2 separate regions of the Sus scrofa genome follow, and region 2 is linked to region 1. Evidence: chromatin contacts called from public HiChIP or PLAC-seq data. All regions are on one chromosome and are shown on one strand. The core of a region is the stretch at or near the end of the contact, and the rest is flanking DNA. Distances in the headings are between cores, read along the strand shown.

Region 1 (7,484 bases), core at 3,490-5,989:
AGTGGGGTGAGGACCGGCCCAGCGCAAAGGCTCTTTGTGGGCCAGGCAAATGTCCACACTGCTCTGCAAGGGCATTTCAAAGCAGAAAACAGGACCAGGCCCTGGAACTCTCAGCCTGACCTCCCCGCTGCCAACAGTTTTATTCATTCATTGCCACACACAGGCATGGCACTATCTGTTTGAACAAGATGATGGAGGCAGTATCATAGCTCAGCGGGCGTAATACCTCAATCAACATGGTATTTTCCTGTTTAATATTAACAGACACCCAGCTTCCCACTATACCACAATCTGCAGGAGCAATGACCGTGGTCCAGGGCTGGCAGCCAACACCACCTAAACAGCCGGGAACCACCACCGTTCCCTCCAGAGGCACAGGGAGACGGGCCCTACTCTGCATCACTGCTGGAAGGAATTCTGGGCCAGCTTGTCCCTAGACAGAAAGAGTTCCCTGCATGCGGGATGAGCGTGCCCCTGCTGCGGAGAGAAAGCACTCGCCTGTCTGGGTCTGCCTCACAGGGGCCGTGTGCCAGGCTAGGGCCAAGTCGAGTGCAGTGGAGCAGGAGTCACAGGGCTCCGCTCCCAAGCTGGCAGCCTGCACACTACGGTGGGTAGTAGCTTTCTCCCCTGGGGCTCGGCAATGGAGTTTAGATCCACACTGGACGGCAATCTCAAACCTCGGGACAGAGACTGCACCAGCAACAGAATTATTTCACAGTCTTACTATGTAAGAAGCAAAAACAAACAAACAAACAAACAAACAAACAAACGCGAAAGAGAGAGAGACAGAGACTGAACACCCTCCCCCTGTCGCTCAGGGCTGCACACCCACTCTGCATGCCCTGCAGGCCACCCCAGGAGTCAAGAACAGTGTGGGCTCCAGGGACAAATTCTACAAAGGCTGAAGAAAGCAGATGCTCCTGGTTCTTCGGCTCAGGGAAAAACCGGTGAATGGGGTACACTCCCTCCCCCCACGAGAGCAGCGTCTCAGCGTCCTCCCAAGCTGCCTCTGACTGTGGAAAGCTGCCGGTTATGTGAAAACACGCTCTTACCTAAAGAGGAGGCAATGCTTTCAATGTGAGACTTCTCCAGGATCTTGGCCCTCTTGTTCATTACCTTAATTCTGCAGGGACAGAAACGGCCGTTAGACGCCATCAAGATGTTTTCAAACTTGTTTTTCTGGAGATGACAAAAGAATGAGATTCATTTTCTTCCTCCACACCCTTACACTTAAACCAAAAGTCACAGCCAACAAGGAATTCGCACGCCTGAGGTTAGAGGCAGCAAGGACTCTGGTGAATGTGGAGGGTTTTATTTTTTTTCCCCTTCCCCTTTTAAGACAAAAAAAGGTTGGCTGGATTTTAGAGTAAAAATGAATTCAAATTGTGACTCTTATGAGGCAAATCCCACTTTCAACTGCACAAATAACTCCTTTGTTACATTTTCAGAGTAGATGATAATGTCACTAGAAGCTGTTTACAGCCCAGCAGGTGTGTTTTAGTTTAAAAGGATGTGCTTTCCTTTTAAACTCGAGTATTCAATTACCTTCCCAGCCTCAGGGAAAGTGTGAGCTGAGGACTAAGCAGGCGTCCAAGCAAGCAGCTCTGCAGAGAGAGGGATGGGGACGCAGGGAAGCTGGAAGGGGAGCTGACCAGGTTTTATTCTTCATTTAGAACTGGGAATTTTCAGTAGTCACACAGGACCTGGGCATTCCAGTGGTGCCTGGTGACCTATGTCCTTCAAGTGAAGGACAACCCAGATCACAATATAAAGCTACCCCACACCCATGCCCACGCATTTGCTGTCTGAATGCTAAAGGACAGCTTCCTGTTAGAAGGACAGGCTCAAACATCAAACATTCCAAGACTCATGGGGCTGTCACACTAGTTTCTGGAAAAAAGAAACAGAAATAAATCTGTGGGAAGGAAACATCCCCACCTGAACCCCAGCAACCATTCACCTAGTATATAATTTATATTTACGCCATTTTTTTGGGGGGGGGAGGGCCAGGGCCAGGGCAAAAACCTGTGCCACAGCATTGACAACGCCAGATCCTTCACCCGCTGAGCCACCAGGGAGCTCCTGTATTTACTCCGCTTTTATACTGATCTCTCTGTAGATCACACACAATACCTTGCAAAGATCTTCAATTTCTCAAACATATGTGAAATAAAACCAGTTTTCCTCTTACGGCTGTTATTAGCACTTCCAGGAACTAAAGGGATAAGAAGCCCTTAAAAGAAAACTTCCCTTTTTTTTTTTGGAAGTGGGTGTGTGGGGGGGTGGTATCAGAAATCCCACATGGAAAAAAAATATACAGTATTACAAAAACACAACATGAGGGAGTTCCCATCGTGATTCAGCAGTTAAGGAACCCAAACCCAACCAATATCCATTAGGACTCTGGTTTGATCCCTGGCCTCACTCAGTGAGCTAAGGATCTGGGGTTGCCCTGAGCTGTGGTGTAGGTCGCAGACGCAGCTTGGATTCCGAGTTGCTGTGGCTATGGTGTAGATGGGCAGCTGCAGCTCTGATTCGACCCCTAGCCTGGGAAATTCCATATGCCGCAGGTACAACCCTAAAAAGACAAAAAAACAAAACAAAAACACAACACTTAACTTTTTGTCTAAGGAGAGTATCTGAACGTTTAGGAAAATATTCTTTTTTCTCTTATTTTTTGCTGATTTCTCAGTTCCGGCCAAGACCTACATTTAAAAAAAAAAAAAATGTAACTAAGACACAACAAACTGCTGACCCAAAGCAAGATGCAGTGGCCACACATAAACACAAATGCAATAGCTGATTGACTTTTAAAGTATACAAGTGAGCTAGCTTCAGAAGTATGGAAACTGAGGCACGAGGGCAGTAGCAGACACAGACCAGAACCCAGGATTTTGCTGCGCACTCTGGCACTCTGCCTACGGCGTTGCTGGAAAAGCTCCCCAAGATACTCCTGTTATTTACTCTCAGGGCGCCTTGCCAGAGATTTCCTTCAGTTAGTCTTACATGCCTTTTTATAGCTGACTCTGTTAAAGAATTTTTTTTCTGGGTGGAAAAAAAAAAGAGAGAGACTGACTTCCGGAAGTGTAACCTTGTAAGCACTCGACCAAAACCCCATTAAATGGGGAATGAGAATCAGTGCCAACAGATAGCAGCGCCAACTGTTCAGACTCAATTATTTCACTGAAGCAACTCCTAGGTATTTCCTGATAAAGATTTTACTTGTCAGCCGAAAGTCATTTCTAATTCCTGAAATTACAGAATAATGGCTGTCACCTTTGCAGGCCATAATCGCTCTTTCCATTTGCAGAGGACATACTTGGCATCCGTCATGATTTAGACTCATGTGGCAAGTGGTAATGATTTGGCACAAACAAAGTACTTGAAGGTCTGACGCGATGTGCCCTGCAACAAAATGTGCACGGTGGTTTACAACATCGTTTGCTTTCGATTTCAAGGCAGATATAACTCTCAAGGGCAAAGGTTGGGGGGGGGGGTCCTCAAGTAGATGGTTCAATTCCATCATCTTGCACTGAGGGGCTCAATGCCAAAAAGAAATGACTGGCTTTGGTACTAGAAAAGCGCCTAGATTATTTTCATCGATAAAATACAGCCAAGTTCCCTCCCGAAGGCTCCGTCTGGATTATTTTTAAAAGGCTCCTGAATAAATAATGTCTGTGCTAAAGGCCCGCCTCTGTCCTCAGCACAAGAGGTGTTTTTAAACAATCAACGCTTACAAGCCTCCCTCGTTACGAGAGACTTAACATTTGACCACGGTGCAAAAAAATAAAATAAAATTGGAGGAAAGTGACTGCTCTTCTGGCTGCTGTGTCCCAGAAAGGACGGGGACAGCTGCAGACCGTTCGTGACATCAATCGGGAAGGCTGATCTAGCTGTTGACAGAAAAGAAAAGGTGGGGGGGTTCATCTGTGCAAAGTGGGGTTCACCACAGCGGGAGGGGGTGTGCCCAGTTAGCAGAGGAAGGGAGTTCAGGCAGCAGAGGTGGAATGTAGAGACAGAGAAGGGGTTAAGGCAGCAGATTCAGGAAGTAGAGATGGGTTCAAGCAGAAGAAGAGACAGCAGAGAGCAATTCAGGCAGCAGAGGTGGGGGTTCAGGGAGCAGAGGAGGGGTTCAGACAGCAAAGGAGACATTCAGGGAGGAGAAGTGGGATTCAGGTAGCAGAAGAAAGATCCAAGGAGCAGAGGTGGGGTTCAGGCAGAAGAGGAGAAGGTGCAGGGATGAGAGGAGAGGATTCAGGGAGCAGAGATGGTGGTTCAGGTATCAAAGAATGGGTTCAGACAGCAAAGGAGAGACTCGGGGAACAGAGGTGGGGTTCAGGGAGCTGAGATGGGGTTCGGGGACAGAAGGGGATGTTCAAACAGAAAAGAGATTCAGGTACGAGAGAGCAAAAGAGGATTCAATAAACAGAGGCTCTCTCCCGCGACAGAGCCTCTTTCGGGGTCCGCCCCTCCCCCCAAGCCCGGCCCCGCCGCCTCTGCCCCCGCCCGGCCGACCCGAAGGGCGCAGCCCGCCGGGCTCACCGGGCACCCGGCCTCCACAACGCGGCGTCCCTGGAGCTCAGCGCGGAGGGCGAGGAGGCCGCAGCGGCCCAACGGCGGTCGCACCCGCGCCGCCCCAGGCCCCGCCGCCCGCTCCCGCCCGCGCTCACCACCTCCTCCACCACCGCCGCCACCGCCGCCGCCGCCGCCGCTCCCGCGGGCCGGGGGCGGAGCCAGCCTGGCGCCGCAAGTCCCACCCACGCCTCTGACCAATGGGCGCCAGCGCCAGCGCCGCGGCCCTGCCCCTTCCGCCCGGCGGGGAGCAAAGTGACGAGAGAACGCGCGGGGGTGCGCGGGCGCGCGCGAGACTGACTGACGGGCGCGAGGTGGGCGGCGAGGACTGTGGCTGTGTCCTGCAGGTTCACGTGTGCGCCCGCGGGCCCCTGCCCGTGCCCGTGAAGCCCGCGCTGCCCTCTGTCTCCGCCCCGCCTCACCCGGCCCCTAGGGAAGCCTCGAGAGCCTTCCAGAACCTTCCGCGGTGTTTTGCCAATAGCCCACTTCGGTGGGCGGTGACCTGGGAAGCAGGAACCGCTGGCCGCGCCTTTGCCACTGCGGTGGCTCGTGCGGAGTCGGTTTGCAGACGGAGTGCGCCAGGGAGATCCCACGTCAGAGTGTTTTCCCTGCGCCCCTGGCCGCCCCGGAAGTGATGGAAAGCAGAATTGGGGGTCAGGAGTGGGAGTGCAGCCTCTCCTTCGGCCTGCATGGTGAAGTTTCTGGGTCACACAAGGCTTGTCCAAAGGGCCCAGAGTTCGGGGACCGAGGTGTCCAGTGGGGCGCCCAGTTTTGGCCCCAGGTGGATAACAACACCTTAGAGTCTCAGTTCACATGAGATTTTGATGCCCTACTTCCATCGGTTTTTGTTTTTTTCTTCTTGTGTGTGCGTGTTACATTTTTTAGTGCTGCACCTGAGGCACATGGAGGTTCCCAGGCTAGGAGATGAATCAGAGCTGCAGCTGCCCGCCCACACCATAGCAACGTGGGATCTGATCTGGGTCTGCGACCTACACCATAGCTGACCATCGCTCATAGCAATGCTGGATCCTTATCCACTGAGCGAGGCCAGGGCTCAAACCTGTGTCCTCATGGATGGTAGTCAGATTCCTTTCTGCTGAGCCATGATGGGAACTCCTGTTTTTTTTTTAATTCTTTTTACAGCCGCAGCTGTGGCATATGGAAGTTCCTGGAATAGAGATCAAATCAGAGGCATGACTGCACACCTGTGCCACAGCCACAGCAATGCCAGGTCCTTAACCCACAGAGAGGCCAGGGATGGAACCCACCTCCTCAGAGCAATTGTCAGGTCCTTAACCTGCTGAGCCACACTGGGAACCTTCCATTTCCATCGTTTTAGAAAAGCATGGCATTCCCTGGTGGTGTGGTTGGTAAGAAGTGGTGTTGTGGAGCTCCTGTCATGGCACAGTGGAAACAAACCGGACTAGGATCCATGAGGCCAGGCCTCGCTCTGTGGGCTAAGGATCTGGTGTTGCCATGAGCTGTGGTGTAGGTCACAGACGCAGCTCGGGTCCTGCGTGGCTGTGGCTGTGGCGTAGGCCAGCAGATGTAGCACCGATTGGACCCCCCCCCAGCCTGGGACCCTCCATATGCCGCAGGTGCAGCCCTAAAAAGCAAAAAAAAAAAAAAAAAAAAAAAAAAAAAAGAAGAAGAAAAAAAAAGAAAGAAAAAGAAAGAACTGGCTTTGTCACTGCTGTTGCTGTGACTCAGGTCTCTGCTGTGGATGGGGTTCAATCCCTGACTCAGAAACTTCGGCATGCCACAGGCATAACCAGAAAAAAACAAAAGAACATCCAGGACTTCCCTTGTGGTTCGGTGGGTTAGGTATCCAGTGTTGTCCCTCCTGTGGCTTGAATTGTTGCTGTGGCACAGGTTCGATCCCTGCCTGGGAAACTTTCACATACCACGGGCACAACTGAAAAAAAAAAAAGAATGAAAATCCAGATTGAGTTCTGGTTCACGCTGACTCACTAGGTGTTTATGTGTAAATACATTTTCATCTTTGGTTTGGTTCATGGTTCAGTGACAAACTTAATACGCTTTTACCCATCATCAAATTAACAAAGATGAAAGAAATCATCAGGCCCAGGCGCAGCACAGGGTGGGAGATGGGCAGCCATAATTCGGGGCTGCTGGGACATGTGAATTGGTACCTTTCTGGAAAGCAACTTGACAATATCTGTCAGATGCCTTGAAAGTGTTTCAGACCCTCCAACCCCGCAATTTCCACTTGCAGAGATTTATCATAAGGATATAATCGGATGGGCACAAAGATGTGTGTGCAGCAGTGTTTTCGGCAGCAGCATTTACATCGTGGAAAAAAATCCCAAGTCCACTGTATGTGCAATAGAGGTGCAGTGAGCTAAAAGACGGTGGATGCTATTTTTAAAAATGTCTTAAGTAACAAGAGAGAAATGGTTATGATGCATTTCCAGTGGAAGAGGAGAAAAAAATTTCCCCCGTTTTTACAAGCAGAGGAAAATTTTAATTAAAGCCATAACAGGCTTCCAAGAAGGATGGATCTTGTTAAAGGATGTTCTCTCGGCAACTCTGCCAGTCACTTGTGCTGCTTTAGAAGTAGACCCTTTTGTGCAACTGTGAATCTTGATGATTTGGGGTACAGATTTATTCTTTAAACAAATATTTGAGTGACTGGTTGGTGACAGGAACTGGGCATACAACAGGGAGGAAAATAGCACTCAGGGAACTCAGCCTGATGGAGAAGACGTTTAATAAAATCGCAACTATGAAGACAACATTGTAAATCAACTACATTCATAAAAAAATTAAAATAGGAGTTCCATTGTAGCTTGGCGGTAAAGAACCCTGACTAGGATCCATGAGGACTCGGGTTAGAACCCTGGCCTTGCTTAGTGGGTTAAGGATCCAGCATTCTGTGAGCCATGGTGTAA
Region 2 (7,484 bases), core at 3,628-6,127, 69 kb after region 1:
TCAGTTTCCCCTCTCAGTCTGGGGCCTCTGATCGTCTGGGGTCATGCCTGTGCCTCGCCTGTCCACATCAGGCCCTGCTGCCATCTGCTGAGTGGCATGACTCACCACCCCACTTCATGGAGAAGATGGGGCTTCTGGTAACCAAGCCGCCCGCCCCAGGGCACACCCAGGTTTCCCGGGTCCCCACCCCCCAGACCACACCCTCCAGCCCCCAGCCCCCCAAATCCTCCCTCTTTGAGCCCCCAAGCCAAGCAAACGAGCCCCCTTCAAATAAAACAAAGAAGCTTCATGCGCCAAAACATGGCATCGCCCCCTTCAAAGCCGGTTCCCCGGAGGCCTGGGCGAGGCCGGCAGGGACCAGAAGAGACCCACACCCCTACCACAGGGAAGATGCTGCCCCAGTCGCCATTCCCACCTGGTTGTCTGAGACAGGAATGTGGCCAGTCAAAGCTGGAGAGGCTGCATTGGGAAGAAGCCCAACCCAGGTCCACACCACCAGGTCTACCCGGGCTGCTGGTCTCCAATCAGGTGGGGGACTTAGGGAAGGCGGGCACCCTGTGAGGTGCCAGCCCTGGACCTTGATGGCCCCTCTGCACCACAGGCAGCACAGGGCCCATGGGACCTGGACGCGTGCTCCCAGAAGGGACCCACCTGGGCTCTAGGAGAGGGCAGAGGAGGAGCAGTGGGAGGGCAGGGAGGACAAGCTGTAGCCCCATCAGTGTGAGCTGTCTGCCCCTTGCTGGAGGCCCCCGGGTGGCCAGAGCCCGCCACACATGCAGACGCATGTGTGTGCTCCACACAGACACTCCGAAGACATGTATGCACCCCACGTACAGAGAGGCAGATACACTGTGCACCCCCAACCCTGCGTACCTTCCATGCTCAGACACACTCCTGCAAACATGCACGCACCCTGCACATGCATATGCTCCAGACACAATCATGCGGATACGCATGCAAACACCTAGGGCCAGGGCTGCCATGCACACGTAGGCACACGGGTGATGTGTGTGCACCACACACACAGATAAGCACCTCCTGGGGCCCCTGGACACCCCCGAACGTGATGGGGGAGAACCCGCAGCTACACGCAGTGACACAGGCAGACCCATCCTGCAGCCCAATGACACTCCTAGGTGGTCCCGTGCCCCCCACATACACAGAAGCACACCCAACCCCACGGTCGGCAGTGGGGACCCCACTGGGACCCCCCACCCAGTCCAACCAGCTGCAGACAGGCCCAGAGACACCCAGCAGCCAGCTCAGGAGTGCCCAGACCAGGGGCTGGTCAGACACACAGCTGGACAGCCAGCCGGTGGGGGCGGAGATGGATGCGGGGCTCCCTGGCAAGGTCCACCAGCCTCGCGTGTGCAGGAAATGCACTGCACAGCAGGAGGTGGCAATTTGGGGAACACTGCCACGTACTTATTTCCTCGGTGCAGGTACCAGGCCTGGCCAGACAAGGGTGGCCAGCCTCACCGCAGCGCCACCTGTTTCTGCGGGTCTCCCACCTGAGCACACACGTCCCTCCAGCTCCTCCGCTGCCCAGCTGGCCCCGGCCCGAGCTGCCCAGCATGGCTCTGGCCCCTTCCACACGGCACCCTTTGTGAGTGCTCCCCTCTCAGGCATGGCCCGTCCCTGCGTTTCCCGGCTCCTCCGCCTGCCGCCGCCACCAGTCTCTTTTTTGACCCTATCCTTGTCTCTCCCCAAACAGGCTTGTCTCTCGTCCCTGCCTGTGGGACTGCCTTGCACTTCAGGCCTGCTGGCAACACTGCCTTCTCCCCTGCAGCTGTCTCCGGACTGGGTGCCCTTGGACCCAGGCCGGACACCACCCCTCCTCCTGTGCCTGGCACACACCATCACCAGACAACCCTGGACACCAAACCTCCTGAGGGGTCCCCAGGCCACCAAGGCCCCTTTGGCAGAACCCCACAACCTCAGCGATGAATGGAGCCCCAGTTCTGGACCCAACCGGGCTTCTTGGGCCAGGTGCTCCCCTGGGCCCCAGACCCCATCACAAGAAGCCATGGAGGACACCTCCCACCCAGGATGCCCCAGAAGGGAGGAGGGGGAGGGAGGAGGGCCCTGATCACCAGGGTCTGCACTGGACAAGCAAGGCCAGCCCCTCAGGCAGCTGGTCAGAGCTGGGCTGTCAGGTCAGCAACAGGAGGCGGCCAAGCAGCCGGCCAGAGCCAGGCATGGGGGCGGCATCCTTCCCGGGCCGGGGTCCTGTCTGTAGCCTGTAGCAGGTGGGGCAGCAGGCGGCCCCAGCGACCCCCTTCCGTCCCCTTCGAGGCTCCTCGCGTGTTTGGCGTTTGCTAGAACAAAGGACAGGCCATGCCGGGACAGAGATTCCGGAGCTGAAACCAAAAACTTGGGCCGGGGAAGCGCTGCCCGCTGGGCTCCCTGCTGGGCCGCAGGGAAGAGCCTTAATCAAACCCACATGTGACCAGTGGGGCAGGCGGGGTGGGGGACCAGCTCCGTGGTGGCCCGACTGTCTCTCTGCCGACCAGGGTCTCTGCCCTCGGCCCCCAGGCCCAACCCCTCAGCCAGGCAACAGAAGGGGGTGTTTGGGGACACTCCTTGCCCCCACCTGGGAAACTGGCTGCCCTTGTCCCAGAGCCTGCCTCAGAGATGGCCCTTTATGCAACTTTCCACCAGAGGACCGAGGATGGCAGGGGACAGTGAGAGGACGGCGGAGGACGGCAAGCTCTGGAAAGTGGTTCAGCTGGTGCTTGAAAACGGAGAGAGTGACCAGTAGCAGAGGGTCCAAGAGCAGGGAGGCCGGTGCCTCGGCCCCCCACGTGCAGCCCACTGGCCTTGATAAGACTGCGACCCTGACGAGGTCTGAGCAGGAGCTGCAGGACCCCAGAGCCCTATCTCCCACGGGACCACTGCCCACTCCAGTCTTCCAGACCCGGAATGGCCCGAGGCTTCTGCTGTCCAGGATGTGGGCAATCACCAGCAAACTTTTCTTGGTCCACTAAGGGGGGGCTCCTGCTGCCCCCCGCCCCTGAATCGTACTCAGTGCCTGACACTGGGAAGGTTTGCGGGCAGGCACGGCACCTCGGCACCTCGGCCGGGCGTGGCAGGCTGGGCACAAGGCCACCTGGGTCCCTGCCCCAGCTCTGCTCCCCTCGTGGTGACCTTGAGCCAGCTGCTTGGCCCCTCTGCGCCTCAGTTTCCCCATCAACGCCAGGAGGATAGGAAAGAGTGCCACTTGATCAGGACTCCCAGGACCAAACCCCAGCCCCTGGGTGCCTTGGTCTGCCTGTCCCTATAAAACCGAGACCAGGTAACCGCTGGAGTGAATGTGGACGCTGGTCTGCAGGGAGGGATATTCTAACTTCCCCAAGTTCACTGGGGACCCACCGGGGAAACCTGCCCATGGACCACCCCTCTCCCCGCCACGGTCCCCACCGCCTGGTGCAGCTCAGCCACAAGATTCCCGGGCATCTCTACCAACTCGAAAGCCAGACGAGGTCCCTGGAGAGGCCCGAAGATGGGGTCCCCCAAGTCCGGCGAGGGAAGTCAGGGCTGCACGATTTCTGAGGGTGCCAGCAAGGATCCCCAAACTCCGGGACTGGCGGCGCTCTGGGGCACGCCGGGCGCCCAGTCTCCCAAATCTGCAGGCGGTGGGGCGCCCTGGGGGGAGATGCACGCGGAGCAGGAGTCCCCCAAACTCCGGGGGCCAGAACTCCCGGGGGATCCCGTGGGAAGCGGGAGCCCCCACTCCGCGGGCAGCGCGCAGGGACGCTCCGTGCCCAGGGCGGGAGACCAGGCTGAGGTGGAGCTCCCGGGGTCTCCCAGCGCCCGGTCCCCGCCCGTAGCCACGCTCACCTGGGGTTACTGCGGTTCCAGTAGACAGCGTAGCGGTCCGAGTTGGTGCGGGCGGCGTCCTCCGCGCGCGCTAAGGGCGGCGGCGGCGGCAGCGGCAGCAGCAGCAGCAGCAGCAGCAGTGGCAGCAGCGGGCGCTGCGCGGGCGCCATGGCCCCGGTCCGGCCGCCGCGCTCCCCTGGCCGCCGCCTGCCGGCCGTCTCCGCCTCCTCCGCCGCCGCCGAGCGGGCGGGCACAGGGCGGGCGGGAGGAGGGCGCGCCGGCGCTTGGAGATCCCCAGCCGCCCCCGCCTGGGCGCGCGCGACCTCGGGCGCCGAGAAGTCAGGCGGCGGCAGGCGGGGCGCCGGGGTCGCCCCGGGCGCCGGCCCGGCCGCGCGGACTCTGAGAGCGCGGGCCGTCGCCGCCGCACCCGCCGGGGAGGGGCTGGGGCTCCGGCCTTTGTCCCGCCCGAGCGCCGGGAGGGCCGCGGGCGCCCCCTCCTGCCGTGCCCCGGACACACGGGGGCTGGGCGGGGGGCTCCAGCCGCAACCGCGCCCTCGCCCCTCCACCCCCGCCCCAGTCTAATGGTCCGGATGAGTACCCCACCGCGGCCTGCCCACCTCCGCAGGGGCCAACCCCAGCCACCAACTCTGCGGGGGCGCGCCCCCGTCATCACGCGGGCCTAGCCCAGGGTGTCGGAGTCCCTCACTCACCTCCATTCAAGCCACCAAGTGGTCTGCAACGCCAGGCCCCAAGCAAGGAGTAGAAGGCACAAAGATGGCTCGCCCCGTCTCACCTCCTTCATTCAAACCCAGACCCCAAAATCCTAAACCAGGCCGAGGGGATGCTGTGACACTTCACCCAGCCTGGGGAAGAGTTTTGTGGTGGGGCTGACCTTAAGTCCAAAGCCAACAGCCACTGCTGTCTCCCAGGGCAGTCACTTCTCCTCTCTGAGTCTCTGTTTCCTCAACTAGGAAGTGAAACAGGAATCCTGACCTCACTCCCTAAGGGAGCCAGACAAATAGTGGGTGCCCAATATTCCCAGCAGCCTACAGTGGGGTCGAGGCCAACAGCAGTCAGGAGCATGGGGAGTCTGAGGGGGCAGAGGACAGGAAGGGCACCAGGCAGGGGCCAGAGTGTATGACCTGTTCAGGGAACTGGCACTTCTGTGGGTGCTGGCTGTGTGCAAAAACTGGGGGCCCGGCCTATTTTTCTCCTTACTCATGCCATTGTCTGCCTCACCAGATTCTGAGTTTGTGGAGGTACACTGTCACCAAGTGCTGACTGGAAAGCGCCAGTGGCGCCCAGCCAGATTTTACCTCTCTGGGTTTGTTTCACACTCTCAGGGCTGGCACAGGGTCTGAGAGCCAAGAGCTGGAAGGTTTCTGGGTGATGGATTATGTAAACTCCTCGAAGGAACCTAGAGAGGCCAGAGACTGGCAAAGTAAGCTTCACCTCAGTGAGGCAGGGCAGCAGATGACCCATCCCAGCCCCACACCTCCTACATGTTGTGGGCATGTGCTCTGAGCGTCATCCTCCCCACACTGAGCCCTCTGCTTGGTCTGAGTCCTGCCTGGGAGTCCTTCCATTCTCTTCCTTCCAGGTCTGTCCTCCTTGTGCTTCAGCTACCCCTCCTCCAGGTTCTCTGTCCTCTGCCATCCAGGGAACTCAGCCCATCGGTCTGGGGTGTTCCAGCTTCCAGGTCTTGCTGGTCCTCTGACTATAGGAGGCCAGATCTGAAGTCCCAAGGGAGGGTGGGAGCCTACCCCCCCAAGTGGTGGACGGGGCAGCCCCAGGAGGCCAGGAGAGGACCAGAACTGGTCCAGGGTCACGTGGCAAGGCCTTAAAAAGACTCTCTGGACACTGCTGGACTGAGGGCCTGGGGCTCCCAGCAACTCAGGTCGGGTTTGGCCCAGGCTGGCTAGTCTGGCTCTCGGGGGAGTGATGGGGCAGCCACTCTGGGAGGCCAGCTCTCTGCAATGGAGGCTCGCGGCTGGGCCCAGAAAGAGGGGCTGTGAGCTCAGGATGCCAGGCCTGGCCCAACCCAGTGTTCCTGCCTGCAAAGGAGGCCTTTTGGAAGCTCTCTCTGCCCCCTCCCACGCTGTGGGACCTCAGAGCCCGGCAGGGGTCTCATGTCACACCCAGCAGAGCTTGGGCCTGCAGAGCTGGGGGAGCCAGAAGGGCACACTGGGCGGGGGATGCCCCAGCAAAGGCCCGGGGTGGTTCGGCTCATTTGCATGCAGGGGCCACCAAGGCGAGAGCCGCCACCACCGCTGCCGCCGAGCGGATTTGAGCAGAAGCTCCGTTTTCCTTCTGTTCTTGTCTCTCTCTCAAGGTCAGAGCCGGAGCAGGGACAGGAACAAAGGCGCACGTCCCCCATTCAACCTCCCTGCGCCCGCTGGCCGCTCCCCCAGGAGTGGCCCTGGAGGGGAGGGCTGGCCAGCTCCATGGCCTGGCCCCGGGCAAGGAGGGGGTGGAGGTGCAGGGACAGCTGCCCAGTTGCCCTCCAGGACCCCTGTCCAGTGGGGGCCACTGTCCCCTCCCAGCGCTGGAGGCTGTTGCAGCCTCCAAGCTCAGCCCACAGGAGGTCAGCTGAGATCGGGGTCATCCTGGAGTAAGCTTCCGCTGGAGTCAAGGGTCAGAGATCAGGCTTACTTTGGGGACAGGGTCAGTCTTAGGTTCAAGGTTCAGTCAGGGTCGGAGTTCACTCAGAGTTGACTCAGCACCAGGTGCAGACCCAGGACAGGATCTTTCATAGGTGTCTGTCCCAGTCCACCATGGGCTGCACTCTTGACCTTGAAGCTCTGCCCAAGTGAGGCCCACACCTGCCCCTAACCTGTGGCCAGCACCCACTGCCTATTGTCCACTGACCCCACCCAGCACCCCCTACCCACTAACCCCAGAACCCAGTGGCTTCTGACCCATTACCCGCCACTGGTCACCTGCTGCCCATTGACCCCAACACATCACCCATCACCCATTACCCTCACCCACTGACCCTGGCCCCGCACCCACTACCTATCACTCATCACCAGGTGCCCCAGACGGAAGGGTGAATCCCAGGGGCTCAGGATCAGTGTCCAGCACCCCCTCAACCTCCAAAGGCCATAGTGCCTTGGAGGAAGCTAAAAATATGTGGGGAGAAATTTCTCATTACAGAAAAAACTTGACCAAATCCGCCGCCTGCTCTGTCTGAAGTATGTTTCAGGAGGCAAAAAAAGGTCACCAGAGAGAGCAGGTCTGGGGCTCCCCTGACCCAGGTCAGAGCTGGACTGGGGGGCAGGCAACAGCACCAGCCTCACTGGCACCTGGGGGGATGTGTGTGTCAAGGAGAGTTCCACAGCTTGTCACAGAGAATAAACAAACAAACGTGTCCTTTCTCTTGCCAATAAATTAAAATTCCCGCTCTTGTGTCCAGAGTCCAGTCAGGACCTTGGAATCTCAGCCAGGTCCTAAGATTCCTGCAGCCTCCACAGCCAGGCCAGCATTTTCCCTTCCCCCTCCTTCCCTCCCTCCTCCCTTTCCACCCTCCCAGTCCCAGGGCCTGAACACTGACCCCCTCCTCCCACAGCCAGTCTAGGGACTAGACCACTACTGCCCAAAGGAACTTCCCCCAAGGATGGAAAAGTTCCAGATCAGCACTGTCCAACAGAGGCACCACCACCAGC

What was found. HiChIP or PLAC-seq counts read pairs in DNA pulled down with a chosen protein or histone mark.
Region 2: a contact with region 1 is called in an H3K27ac HiChIP or PLAC-seq map of alveolar macrophages. The contact joins the promoter of EFNA2 here to the promoter of LOC100511862 in region 1. A contact is called at or near these places in 1 of 5 promoter capture datasets (fetal skeletal muscle), 4 of 47 Hi-C or Micro-C datasets (embryonic fibroblasts, epiblast stem cells and liver) and 2 of 2 datasets of contacts at active chromatin or transcription factors (alveolar macrophages and skeletal muscle).

Annotation. Positions count from the first base shown.
Region 1 is chr2:77,106,497-77,113,980 of Sscrofa11.1, forward strand. LOC100511862 (PWWP domain-containing protein MUM1) reads right to left here and starts at 4,740. Exons shown (of 14, transcript XM_021084240.1): 1 at 4,671-4,740; 2 at 3,277-3,405; 3 at 2,620-2,705; 4 at 1,053-1,123. The coding sequence starts at 3,333.
Region 2 is chr2:77,175,059-77,182,542 of Sscrofa11.1, forward strand. EFNA2 (ephrin-A2) reads right to left here and starts at 4,878. Exons shown (of 4, transcript XM_005661390.3): 1 at 4,530-4,878. The coding sequence starts at 4,621.